2 separate regions of the Pan troglodytes genome follow, and region 1 is linked to region 2. The links are chromatin contacts, called in public Hi-C maps. All regions are on one chromosome and are shown on one strand. The core of a region is the stretch at or near the end of the contact, and the rest is flanking DNA. Distances in the headings are between cores, read along the strand shown.

Region 1 (7,448 bases), core at 2,009-4,508, 200 kb after region 2:
GTAATTGTAGAAAAAAGGAGGAAAGAACAGACCTTTTTGTAATCAGTCAGCATATACTGCAGGCTCCATCTGCAAAACATACCTAAAATCTGACCATTTCTCACCAGTATTTATTACCTTGGCCCAAGCCACCAATACCTGTTAAAATTTTAACAGTTTCTCAAACTGGTTCTGCTTTGTCTGTTACTAAATTTCCCCAACCCAGACCAAACCCATTCCAACCTCCACCCAGCAAGCAGAATATCCTGTCAAAATAGAAATCTTTTCATATCATTCATCTGCTCAAAACGCTGTTAGTTACCCATTTCTCTGAGTAAATTATGAAATTTTGTATCATGGTTTACAAATCCCTACACTTATCTCCCACTCCCTGACTATCTCTCTGATCCCAAAACTCACTTTTTCTCCCTTGCTCACATTGCTTCATCTACAATGATCTTCTTGTTGCTTGAAGACACCAGATATCCTCCCAGCATAGTGTCTTTGCTTTGGCCATTTCCTCTGCCTTTAATGCTTTCATTAAAAATATCCTCAAAGCTTACTTCTTTCAAATTTTTGCCTAAATGTCACTTTCTCAATACATCCTGCCAGACCACGCTATTTAAAAAGGCAACTACCACTCTACTCTTTCTGTTACCATTTCCTGCTTTTATCAGGAACACTTATCTAAAATAATTTATATTTTACTTATTTATTTTATTTATTCTCTGTTTTCCCCCAGTGGAATCTGTGATAGAATGCAAGCTCTATGAAGTCATGGGTTCTGAACTGTATGCTTCACTGCTATCTTCCCAGTGCCTATGATAGTATAGGTAATAATATTTATTGAATGAGGTATGCATGAATGACTGACAAAAAGGAAAATTAAATTATAAATTTCCAGGAAATTTGCATAAGTAATGAGGAGCCAAATGTTAATCCCCAAGACAATGGGGAAAATGTCTCCAGAGCACATCAGAGGTCTTCAGGCAGCCCCTTCCATCACAGATCTGGAGGCTTAGGAGGAAAAAGTGGTTTCGTGGGCCAGGCCTCGGGTCCCTGAGCTGTGTGCAGCCAGGGACTTGGTGCCCTGCATCCCAGCCACTCTAGTTATGGCTGAAATGGGTCAACATAGAACTCAGACTGTGGCTTCAGAGGATGCAAGCCCCAGGTCTTGGCAGCTTCCATGTGGTGTTGAGCCTGTGGGTACTCAGAAGTCAGGAATTGAGGTTCAGGAACCACCTAGATTTCAGAAGATGTATGAAAATGTCTGACGTCCAGGCAGAAGTTTGTTGCAGGAGTGGGGCTTTCATGGAGAACCTCTGCTAGGGCAGTGCAGAAGGGAAATGTGGGGTTGGAGTCCTCACACAGAGTCCTTACTGGGGCACCGCCTAGTGGAGCTGTAAGAAGAGGGCTGCTGTCCTCCAGACGCCAGAATGTAGATCCACTGACGACTTGCACTGTGTGCCTGGAAAAGTGGTAGACACTCAACACCAGCCTGTGAAAGCAGCTGGGAGGGAGGCTGTACTCTTCAAAGCCACACAGGTGGAGCTGCCTAAGACCATGGGAGGTCACCTCTTGCATTAGCGTGACCTGGATGTGAGACATGAAGTCAAAGGAAGTTTAATATTTGACTGCCCTGGTGGATTTTGGACTTACATGGGACCTGTCACCCCTTTGTTTTGGCCAATTTCTCCCATCTGGAATGGCTGTATTTACCCAATTCCTGTACACCCGTTGTATCTAGGAAGTAACTAACTTGCTTTTGATTTTACAAGCACATAGGTGGAAAGGAGTTGCCTTGTCTTGGAAGAGACTTTGGACTGTGCACTTTTGAGTTAATGCTGAAATAATTTGAGACTTTAGGGGACTGTCAGGAAGGCATGATTGGTTTTGAAATGTGAAGTTATGAGATTTGGGAGGGGCTGGGGCAGAATAATATGGTTTGGCTCTGTTTCCCCACACAAATTTCATCTTCACTTGTACTCCCATAATTCCCATGTGTTGTGGGAGGGACCTTGTGGGAGATAATTGAATCATGGGGGCAGTTTCCCCTATACTGTTCTCATGGTAGTGAATAAGCCTCACAAGAGCTGATGGTTTGATAAGGGGAAACTTGTTTTGCTTGGCTGTCATTCTCTCTTTGCCTGCTGCCATCCTTGTAAGATGGGACTTGCTTCTCCTTGCCTTCTGCCATGATTGTGAGGCTTCCCCAGCCACGTGGAACTGTAAATCCAATTAAACCTCTTTCTTTTGTAAATTGCACAGTCTCGGGTATGTCTTTATCAGCAGCATGAAAACGAACTAATACAGTTACATGGAAGATACTTATTTTTTAAGATATTTGCCTTTCCTTTGCATTGTCACATTCTTCTTAACAAGCCATCCCATCCTTACCTTCACGATGTAGACACTGATTAGACTTAGATGATAATAGTAATTATCAGATTCACTTGCCACTTGACTCATCAGTTTTAGCCAATGATCATGGGAGAGAGTCTTCTGGAGACTTCTGAGAACGATTTCTTTAGTATTAATAAAACACTGGAAAACATAGTCTCTTTTTCTGTGGACAGTGGTCTGGATGTGATACCTGACAATGCTCCAACCATATGGCAGGCATGAGAGAAGCTAAGCCAACATTTCAAAAACTGTGGTCCAGTGATTCAGTGGTAGACTGGAAAGGTCGAAATAAGTAGGTCCTTGAGCCATTGTGTCCTTTGAGCTACTGAATTAGCCTTTTTAGTGTCAGAAATTCTTTTTATGTGAGATTAATTTGTTATCATTTAAGCCACTTTGAGTTAGGTTATAGACTTTCTGAGGCTGAAATCCTCCTATCTGCTATACTTGGTTTCATTAGTTTTTCTTCCAAAACTGAGTCTAAGAATTTCTGAAATTGTTATAGCATTTACTTAGGTTTGACTGTTTATAAATACTGTGTGTGTCTCTGTGTGTCTACACATGTGTGTGAGTGTATATATATGATGAATCTAAAGAAGTTACTACTAACAAATACTTTAGTTTTACTTAGATGTTTGTGTTCTTTTAAATAATGCTCCTTTCTATATGTACCATTTATATAAAATAAGTGTGAGAGTTAATAAGTTAGATTTGTAAGGAGCAAAAAAGAGAGAGATCGATTGGGTAAAACAAAGTATTATTTTCTCAATAATCCACACTTAGAGAAAGCCTAAACAATTGGTCCTTATAATCATGGAAGAAACACCCTTGTTCATTTCCTGAAAGCTATGCTAGTTACAGTCATAACCAGTTACTGTGGGTTTAGTGTTACATTCTTAAACTGATTAGGTCATGGGAAATGATTCAGCTCATAGTACTGAAGCCTTATAACTACTCTGAAAACGCTTTTGTTCACATATATTGAAGAATTGGCATGGGCTTATACATATTTAACAAAAATTGTTTGCAATTATCTTTTGTGTAATTTGAATAAGAAAGTGTCACACACACACAAAAGAAAATGAACCTCAGTGTGCTTATGTGCTTATTCCTTATTAGTCAGTGACAGATCCATATACAAGTAATCCTGGCTCAACTCAGTGATGATTTAGGAGTTCTTTCCAGCCACCATCTTCTTTGAGACCAGTTATAGCAAATTTTGGAGCCAGTTTTTATTTGTTAGCTCTCTCTTTCCCTTTGCCTCCCTGCCTTGAGACAGAATTTTTCTGACTTTAGTTTTTAATCTTGACTTTGCTGTAGTTATTGTATCCACTCCCCCTTTGTACCAACACAAAGCTTTATAACAGCTTTGAGCACATTCAATTCTGTTCCCATGTTGGTTCCTTGAACACCAGCCAAGACCTCAGCTTTTCGACCTCAGGTGAAATTTGGATCAAACATCTACCTCTAGATGATATCTTTAGTGATCACCCAGAAACACAGTTTATAATTTTAAAACATCTTAGGGAAAATATATGAGGTAGAATGCTGCACATTGCATCTTATTCTACAGATTTATTGCCACATTCCTTTTGGGACCATCCTAATTTTGGATCTTGGCAGTCATAAAGTGAAGAGAGAAACTATGGTGTAATATACTTTTGAATAGCATTCACATTATTATAGAAAAACTTTCCCTATATCATTTAATTTTCTTAACAAACTCAGGAATATAATTATCCCCATCCAGCAGATAAGGAAACTGGCTCAGAAAGCTTCACAATTTGGTCAAGACCCCATAGCTTGTAAGTCTCAGAAGTGCCACTTGAAACCAGATGTTTTACCTCCAAATCTCATGCTCTTCATTAACAACTTACTTTTTCTTTATTTCACGCTTAAAAACCCCTTATTTAAATAATCTGATGGCACATTTGAGAGACTGAAAAGGTCGTACATGAACTTAATAGTGTATACTTAGTGGAGCTAGGCTTTGAGCACAATATACGCTTATTTTTTAAAAGGTCAAATTTGACTACATAATGGTCAAGTGGAATAAATCACCCTCTGGCCCCTTGTTAACATGCAAACAGATTGGCATTTCTCTGGCTGGAGTTTTCCTAGACAGAAATACACCAAAAATCTGAAGGCTGTAAAAGAGGCATCACTGAGAAGAGCTGACAATCAGTTTCGATGTGTGGGATACAGTGTGATAGCAGAAGACAGACAGGGACGAGATGGTAGAATATTTTAACAACTTCAGAGTGTTACAAAGAGAGCTGAAGGAAAGCCCAAGTCAGCCTTCCAAGTCTAATTGATCAGAGGAAAATTCTAGATAAAGGCAGAAGGGAAGTCATTATGGATCTTTAGGTTAGAGGGAAACAGTGAAGCCAAATTTAAAAAGACCAATATTATGCAGTACTACTGCAAGGTAATTCCTTTCTTCAATATCATCTCTCAACCTTCTATGTATCTATATATGTAAATATATTGGAATGATTTACTAGATATTCCATCAGATCTTGTGGTCTCCATGCGCAGAAAAACATCTTTTGCACAGACTTGAAATGTCAACTTGATTCCTTCAGATAAATCAGATTAAAAACAAAAACTGAGCATGATTAATAGCTCCAGAAACTAATGGCAAAGTGAACATAAGTTGCAAAATGATTTGAGAAATTGCCAGGTAACATATTTCACTGTGTTCTGTGAAAATAATGGAAAGGTAAAAGCTGAAAAGTGGGGAAGCAATGCAAATAAGGAATTAAAAAGTAAAAAATCAGCTGTATTGACTTAGTAATTCTAGGAATTTATTCTAAGGAAACAATTCAACATAAGCTCAAAGGTTTCTGCACAAAGATTTTTTCCTTCAATGTTATAGAAAACAGAAAAAAAAAAAAAAAACCTCAACAAAAAAGAACAAACCAACCACGGGAGAATAGTTTAATAAATTACAGCATAGCAATATTATGGAAATGTGTTAAATTTTGTATTGAGTAAAGCCTTTCATTTAGCTTCTGAAGAATTCCCAAAGGATGTATTTTAATCCTACTTATGATGAGAGCTTGTTTTCAGATATGAATCATCATAAGTCATTGCCATTTTATTGTGTATTTTCCTTCAACATTACTATTTGTTACACAATCAATAGAAATTCAGGAAGATACAGATTTCAAAACCAATCCTAAGGTGCTTTACAAGCTTTATACAACATCCTCAATAGGGAAAACTTTTCAGGGAGGAACAAAATGTTAACTATAAGAAGGGTCTCCATAGGAAACATTTCATTATGGCATTAATTAAAAGTTGCTAGTTTCTATCTTATAGGACTGAGGAATTTTCAGACAGATAACTTACTGTTTCTAAAGAGAGATAGGTAGTTTTCCAACAGAGATTTTTCCTCACATTTTTATACATGAACAATTGGAAATGCAGTGAAGTCAGATGAAGCTAGATAATAAATGTAATAAGAGCCATCACTTACTGAGCACTTGGAATATTCCAGACACAATTCTAAGTCCCTGAATTTACTGATTTAATCATTACAACAGTCTTTTGAGTTAGGTACTATTATTATTCCTACTTTACAAATGAAGAACTAGGACACAGGAGATCAAGTGATTTGCCCAGGTTACTAGAATGGTCAACTGTGAGGTAAATTGCTTCTCACTAAAATGCTGGCTACAAATAGTAGCTGTGCCATTTGTTAAACCTAGTTCTGTCTTTAAATGGCCTAAGGGATACAGGTAACTGTACTATTTTTCAAACCTTATCATTTTTTTTTCCCATAATCTCCTTGGCTTGAGCCACTGCCTATGCTTTTACTTGAGCCCTTTCTACCCTTTTGGATAGGAAGACTGATTCCTCTGTGATACTAACTTTGATTAAAATTTGCACCAGCAACTAAATTTTCTCAGTCTGGGGACTGATGGAGCTTAAACCTCAGTGGTGCTCGATGGAAGCAGATTTGCTTTAAAGCTGATGGAGTGTCAGGGTCCCTCACTCACAGATGCCCCTGGCAAGGCCCTGTTTCTATTTTTGTATTCACATTTTGTAATCTTTTTCTTAAATAAAGCTCCCCAAGTGGAAGGAACTTTAGGTCTCACAAAGCCTGGATCTAGTTGTTTACCAGAGTTTGCCTTTGACCCATAAGGGAATCATAAACTGTGTTTATGTTCATAGGGTTAGTTATGCTTTCTGAGTTACAATTTCTCCATATATACAATGGAAATATTGAGGATCAGGTAAGACAATTCATGTAAAATGCTTGATTTTATAGTTGTTTCATAATGTTCCTTTCATATCTGTCATTTTCTTCTGTACTAATAACTTCTATAACCAGGCAGGCTTCTCCCAGATAGCTCTGATACAAAATATTTGTCCTGTTTCCTCCACACATCCCCTCATACTTACGAAATAGTGCTTCCTCATACGAGACATAACCAATATAATCTCCATTAATTCTTTTAAGTTAATGCATCTTTGATTTTCTTACCTCCATCTGGACCTACCTCCATCTGGACCTACTTCCATCTGGATCTGTCTGCTCCCACATACCCTAATTTATGCTGCTGCGATTTAGGCTGGATTTGAAAATGATATAGAGACAAATGATGCTCTTCTCTTTACTTTGTCTCAGCCTGTCTCCCTTGTTAATCTGTAGTAGGGCCTATTCTCTTCCTTCATACCAATTATTACAAATTATAATTAAATATCTGCCTGACTACTAGTTTAGTAACTGTCTTTCTCACTACACCGTAAAGTTTATGGCTACCTGGGCACGTCTGTTCTTTTAACAAGCATCTAGGATAGGGCCTAGTATAGAGCAGCAACTCAACAAGTGAAATGGTAAAAGCAGGGACATTTATGAAATGCAAGGCAGTACTATTTATCTAAATCTAACTACATCAAAACTAGCCTCCCCCTTCTATCACACACAGAAGTTCATTCACCAGTTCTTGTCTCAACTAAACCATTCCGTTTGCCACCCTCCTTTCTTTCTCTAGCCTTCTTCCTTTACCTTTGTTGCCCTTTTAACCCCTCCTGTCCTATCTCAATGCATAAAACTTGTC
Region 2 (6,999 bases), core at 821-3,320:
TGGGAAATGCAAGAATAAAAGGTATGACAACAAAAAGATAAATAAACAGACTATCAGATCCTAAGGAAGACAATGTGCTAAGCCCAGGAGAAGACACAAAATGATCTATTCGGAGAAGAAATGGGGTACCTTTCTCCTCAAAGGCTCTACGGTTTAGAACCTCATAATCTGAATCCTTCCAAAGTTTATTCAGCAAACTAGAGGTTTGTATCCTATAAAACCAATTAGTGCTGATAGGAATGATACGTTTAACCTTCATAGATGAGGGCTCAGACCTGTGGGTGCCTTTAATTACTGAATTAAGGCCAAAGGTAATTTTATAGGCAGAGCCTTCCTGAAAATGGTTCAGCTGTGTCCATCTGGAGAGTTCTGTATTTTAAAGTTTTTCCATGTTTGAGATTAATGCTCTGACATGGGAGATTGCATGTGACAGGGCAGTGCAAATCCTGATCTCTTTCTGCCCCAACCTTCAAACTTAAATTTAAAAAAAAACAAAAAAACAAAAAAAAGGCCGGGCGTGGTGACTCCCGCCTGTAATCTCAGTACTTTGGGAGGCCGAGGCGGGCGGATCACGAGGTCAGGAGATGGAGACCATCCTGGCTAACACAGTGAAACCCGTCTCTACTAAAAATACAAAATATTAGCCGGGCGTGGTGGCATGTGCCTGTAATCCTAGCTACTCGGGAGATTGAGGCAGGAGAATCGCTTGAACCCGGGAGGCGGAGGTTGCAGTGAGCCGAGATCCCGCCACTGAACTACAGCCTGGGTGACAGAGCAAGACTCCATTCTCAAAAAAAAAAAAAAAAAAAAGTTACAATGTTCAGGATTATGAAATGCTATACAGTCAGTTAAAAAGGTATTTCTTTAGTAACAAATGACTTAATCTTTGTTCTGTTGACAAGAAAATTATAGCTGATTTTTTACTGACTCTGCAGAAGTCACAGGCTGTAAGAGGGTTTGGGTAGACCACAGTGTGACTCTTCTAACTAGTGATTCTCTTTTTTCCACCCCACCCCCTTCACTAGGTTCTTTGTTCTAGGGGTAACCATGTTATCTGAAGGCATATGGAATATCTCCAGTATGTTCAAACACTAGGTATTTATTGAGAGCCTTCCATGAGCCAAACATTGTGCAGACTCTGGGCATTTCTAATTACTAGGTTCAGAGTTAAGTTTTCTTTGTTATTAATTTTTAAAAAAAATTTTACCTCCTTGCAATGCATGAAACAATGCAGAGTGGTACTAGCCGTTTTCTAGTACTCATCAACACACGCTCAAACCAAAATCGCTGGGCAGAAAGTCCCTTTCCCACCATCTAACAAAAAGAGAAAACTTCCTGCTAGATCCTCGAGAGTCTTTGAGCTCATCTATCTTCACTAGTACAATAGTAATAAAAAATAAAAATAAATTTTAAAAATAACGCTACCAGATCGGACTGGAGAACCAAACGATTGCAGTTCCCAAGTCTCTCTCAAAGCAAACAAAATTAAGCGGGAGGAATAAAAAAGTTCTTGATAAAAGTGTTGAGTCCCCAAGATAACCAAGAAAGTGTGGAGTTAGAAGTTCTCAGCAGATGAACTTTAACTTCGCGAGCCTGGCGGGGAAGAAGGTCCCCAAGGGTCCCCGAATCCAGTCAAGATGCTCTGGCCACCCACAAGCGTCTGCCTGGGGGGAAGCGGTAGTTGGCGTGGCGCTGCGTTAGGGGCTCAAGGGCAGAAAGGACGACCCGGAGGACTGCCGAGCCGGCGGCTTACCCATAACCGAGCAGTTGACATCGCGCTGGGAACCGCTGGAGCCCACCTGGAAGACCCAGGTGCCCAGCAGGTCAAGATAGGTGCAGTTGGCAGGTGTGTCGCAGCGCACGGCGCGGTCGCCGGAGAGAAGGAGCAGGAGGGCGGCGAGCAGCAAGGCGGGCCCAGCACCCATGCTGCAGGGAGCTGAGAGAAGAGGTGAAGAATTACCAGGAAGCCGAGCGCTGCGGGCTAGCGGTGAGTCCACCGCCAGGCGCGCGCCTTGAAATAGCTACGCCGGCCCGGAAACCCGTGGGCGGGGTCACTGAGCAGCAGGGGATTGGGGGTTGGGCGCCAGGCGCGTGCCCGTCTCTGAAGCGGGGACTTGGGAGCGCGCGCTGCCCCTCACTTGGCTGCAACTGGACCCAGAACTAGGGAAGAGCCCAGGGACAGATTATTTTTTTTATTTTTATTTTTTTTGCCGAGGGACGTTTCAAAATTTTGCACGGCCAGGGTGACAAAAAGAGGATTTAAGAGCCACAAGCGGTCCGCACATGACCCAGACTTCTTTCCTGTGCAGTAACGTAGGGAGAGAAGGAAAGGCTGTGGAGGGAATAAGGGAGTGGGTCAGGTGAAAGAGCGCGACAGAGGGAGAGATCTAGCAAGTGGAGTTCTGTTTTACTTGCTATTCTTCCCCCTTAGTCTTTTTTCTCAGGTCCAGTTGCCTCATAACCAACTTTTTGTTTTTTCCTCTGAAAAACTTCGCTAGCTAACATCAACTATTCCAGCTGTTTGAGAACTTATTTTCCTTCCGTTTTCCAACTCTTCCTACTTTTTTATGTGCTTGATTTTGTTTTGTTTCCTGGTAAATGCTGTTTGCCTGTTTGCATTCAGCAGAATTCAGTTGTTGTGCAAACCTGCAGTTTTGGTGTATTAGCGTTGTGGGGGTTTTCCCTCTGGCACGCACACACATGGCGCTCTCAGAGATGATATTGCTCAACCCCTTTTATGTTACAGAGGAAAAGCAAGAGGCCCAGAGAGAGGAAGCGGCTTGCCCAGAGTGAGAAGGGTGAGGAAGGAAGCTAGCCAATGGGAGAAGGCTGGTCTTATGAACCGTTCTAGTGTGCCAGTCTGATCGCCAAAAATTATTAGGTAGCACTATTTCCAGGTGCCTCCTTGCTCAGTTTAAATATCACCCTTTTCCGTAAGAGCCTCCCGTTCTTTCCTGGCTTTTGTTGGTAATTGGGGCTCCTTTCTCCCACTGAGCCTACTAGGTGTCAGGCCCTGTGGACACAGTGATGAACAAGACAGACCTGATGTGTCCCCGTTTTCTTTGGGATATGAATTTTTGCCCCCTTTGCACTGGTCACAAATCAATATTCATATGTCATTTTTTTTCCACCAGATTATAAACATTCAAAGAGAGCAGGTCCAAATTATTCACTTATATCTCCCTAGATTCTGGTTTATTCAGAAAGTGTCCTTGAGTGTTAAAATAAGTGTACTTAATATTCTTATCTTGGTTGCCAAGCTTGAAAGCCAGTTTCAATGAGGCAAAAGGAGTTGTCCTTGAAAGTTCAGAGGTGAAAATACTCTTCAATGGGGGCACAAATTTCAAAAGCCTGGGGCGGGGTTGGTGGCGGGGGGTTGGGGAACACCTTGCTTTTAGGTTTTATATACCTTCTTAGAATTAAAAGCTGACATTGTATAATTAAGCTAACACACTATTTATTTAAAGATACCCTGACAGATTAAGCTTCCCTTCCTGAATCTCTAGGAAGGTGTGTTACTGATTGTTAAAACATTAAATTTGTATTAGGTCATCAATATTGAAGAGCCAGTTTAGGTGGAAATTTCTTTGATGAATGTAATCAAAGCAACACACTTAATTGTAAAGAAAGTTTAAAACAGTCTTTATTCAATGATTGAATAATAGAAAAAGATCTTGTGGACCTCTTAGTCTAATGGATTCATTTTAAAATTGGGAAATGGAGATTCAGAGAGTTAAATCACTTGCTGAATGTCATATTGCCACTTAGTAAGATTTAAGAATGAACCTCAGGCACATTGATTTTCACTTTAGTTTATTTCTACTAATCTAATAATTCCCATACTGTTCTCTCTCAAAAATAACTACTAACTCTCCATTCCACACACACACAAAAAATTGATTCTCAAACTGATCAGACCCCAAATCCTTTACTTTCTGAAATGAAATTAATATATAAACTGCTTACACACTTAATAAAAAGAAATGTAATGCCAAATGTAATATAAAGAAGAAATCAGATATTTTAAATATATTTCTAGTATAATAAGTTATATCCCATCATGTAAAATGTTCAAGTATGACTGTGTTGGAAAACATAATGAGGCACTCAGATACTTGCTCTTCACAATTCTGTAACCACCCAATGGATTCACCTGGCCTGCTGCCTAGACAGAGCCAATTTATCAAGACAGGGGAATTGCAATGGAGGAAGAGTAATTCATACAGAGCCCGCTGTGGGGGAGACGGGAGTTTTATTATCACTCAAATCAGTCTCCCCGAGCATTCAAGGATCAGAGTTTTCAAAGATAATTTGGTGGGTAGGGGCTTGGGAAGTGGGGAGTGCTGATTGGTTAGGTTGGAGATGGAATCATAGGGGGTCTAAGTGAGTTTTTCTTGCTATCTTCTGTTCCTGGGTGGGATGGCAGATATGGTTGAGCCAGATTGCTGGTCTCAGTGGTGTCAGCTGATCTATGGAGTGCAGAGTCTGTAAAATATCTCAAGCACTGATCTTAGATTTTACAATAGAGATGTTATCCCCAGGAGCAACTTGGAGGGTGGGAGGGTGCAGACTCTTGGAGCCAGAGGCCACATGACCCCTAAACTGTAATTTCTAATCTTGTAGCTAATTTGTTAGTCCTGCGAAGGCAGACTGGTCCCCAGGCAAGAAGGGAGTCTTTTTGGGAAAGGGCTATTATCAATTTTGTTTCAGAGTCAAACCATGAACTGAATTACTTCCCAAAGTTTGTTCCACCTATGCCCAGGAATGAAAAAGGACAGCTTAAAGATTAGAAGCAAGATGGAGTCGATTAGGTCTGATTTCTTTCACAGTTATAATTTTCGCAAAGGTGGTTTCACTTCTATGTAAAATTGTAGAATCGTGGTAAATGTGATAGGAACTTTTTTCTGAGAACACAAATGATTTCTGATGAGTTATAACTCAAATACCTTATCAAATAATCACTCAAACACCATACCAAAGTTGTTGATGTTAGACAATTCTTGGTCAAATTCCCAGGAGAACAAAGTAGAATTTTCTGTTGAAGGTTTATCAAGAGGTTGCATTCCCAAAAATTCAGTATATGTTAAAATTATATAAAGCAAAAGTGAGCTTATGTGCAAAACATGGTCTGTCACTAGGCTCCCATCATTAAAAGCAGGTTTACAGAGAGGCAGCATTACTTAGCAGTGGTTCTCAAAGTGTAGCCTAGGACCAGGGACATCAGCATCTGTCTTAGTCTGTTTTCTGTTGCTAGAACTGAATACCTGAGATTTGGTAATTTAAAACAAAGAAAATTATTTTTTATAGTTCTAGAGACAGGTAAGTCCAAGGTCAAGAGGCCCCATCGAAGGGGGCCCTTCTTGCTGGTTGAGACTCTTTGCAGAATCCCAAGGTAGTACAGGGTATCACATGGCAAAGGGGGTCATGAGAGATGGCCAAACTAGTGCTTATTACAGACCCACCCTCATGATAACTAATCCTTGATAACTCCATAATCCATTAATCTATTAACCCATGATAGATTCATCCATTCATGAGGGCACTGCCAATCACTTCTCAAAGGTCCCACCTCTCAACACATGACTTTTGGGGGACAACCTATATTCAAACCACAGCATTCTGTCCCTGGCCCCCAGAATTCATGGCCTTCTCACAATTCAAAATACAGTCATTCCATCCTAGTAGTCCCAAAAGACTGAATTTGTTCCAGCACCAACTCAAAAGTCTAATGTGTCATCTGGGAGTTTGTGAAATCAAAACAAGTTATCTACTTCCTAGATACAATGGTGGGACAGGTATAAGGTATACACTCCCTTTCCAAAAGAGACAAACAGGCCAGAAGAAAGAAGTAACAGGCCCAAGCAAGTCAAAAACTCAGCAGAGAAGACTTAAATTTTAAGGCTGGAGAATAATCTTTCTTGATTCCATGTACAACATCTTGTGCACATTGGGGGATGGGGTATTTCAGGAGGCCTCAAGGCACCCTGGTGCCCTCAGCTTTCCCAGGCAGGTATTGCATGCTACTGGTGGCTCTACTGCTCTAGGGTCTTGGTGGCAGTCTGGCTCTTACAGCTGCATTAGGCATTGCCCTTAGGGGGGCTCTATGCAACAACCCCAGTTCCACTGTTCCACTTCGTATTGCCCTAGTGGAAGCTCTCTGCAGTAGCTCTACCCTCAGACAGTCCAACACATTCTTCAAAATCTAGGTGGAGGCTGCCAGGCCTCCACAGCTCTTGCATTCTATGCACCTGCAGAATTAGTACCACATGGATACTGCCATGGTTTACCACTTGTACATCCTAGAGCTGCAGGTTAATCTGCACCTGTGGCTGCTTGAACCACAGCTGGGGGCGCTGAGGAGCAGTGTGCTGGAACGCAGGGAGTAGAGACCCAAAGCAGCCCTGGGCAGCAGTCCATCCCCGGAATTATTCTGCCCTCTTAGAGCTCAGGGCCTATGAGGAAGGGGCAGCCTCAAAGATCCCAGAAATGCCTCTGGGGTTTTTAATTTCATTGTCATGGATAGCCTTTGGCTTCATTCTATCCATGGTGACCTCTTTAGCAATCTCTTGACCATACCCAAACACCCCTTTCACTCTTAAGGTGGCCAGGCTTCAAATTTTCTAATTTTTTTCTATTCTGTTTTTTCTTATATCTTACTATAAGTAGTTAAAAGAAGCCATTTAGTAGCCTAAATACTTTGTTGCTTAGATATTCCTTCCACCAGATATCCTAGTTTATCACTGTTAAGTTCTGCATTTCATAAAGTCCTAGGACACGGACACAATTTAGCCAAGGTCTTAGCCAGTTTATAGCAGCGATGGCCTTTACTCCAGTTTCCAATACCTTGTTCCTCATTTCCATCTGGGACCTCATCGGAATGGTCTTTTCTATTCATATTTCTATCAGCATTCTGATCATGACCGCTTAAATGATCTCTAAGGAGTTTCAGACTTTCTCTAGCTTTTTGTTTTACTAAACCCTCACCAGAATCACCCTTAA

Evidence for each region. A called contact is a pair of places that touch in the nucleus more often than the background predicts.
Region 1: a Hi-C map of stem cell-derived neural progenitor cells shows a contact between it and region 2, with 2.2 times the contacts expected there. The contact joins the enhancer-like site here to the promoter of CTSC in region 2. A contact is called at or near these places in 2 of 7 Hi-C or Micro-C datasets (a lymphoblastoid cell line and stem cell-derived neural progenitor cells) and 1 of 1 datasets of contacts at active chromatin or transcription factors (stem cell-derived excitatory neurons).

The regions. Positions count from the first base shown.
Region 1 is chr9:90,513,378-90,520,825 of NHGRI_mPanTro3-v2.0_pri, forward strand. All of the region lies in intron 12 of GRM5 (glutamate metabotropic receptor 5), which reads right to left. All of the region lies in intron 2 of LOC134807367 (a long non-coding RNA gene), which reads left to right. Among named protein-coding and RNA genes, the nearest start is that of CTSC, 200 kb to the left of the region's middle. Within about 2 kb of position 3,259, at least 2 of the 24 cell types and tissues checked have an H3K27ac peak or open chromatin away from gene starts, as enhancers often do. A contact at or near this core is called in stem cell-derived neural progenitor cells, where this site is marked.
Region 2 is chr9:90,315,218-90,322,216 of NHGRI_mPanTro3-v2.0_pri, forward strand. CTSC (cathepsin C) reads right to left here and starts at 2,071. Exons shown (of 7, transcript XM_508684.7): 1 at 1,754-2,071. The coding sequence starts at 1,925.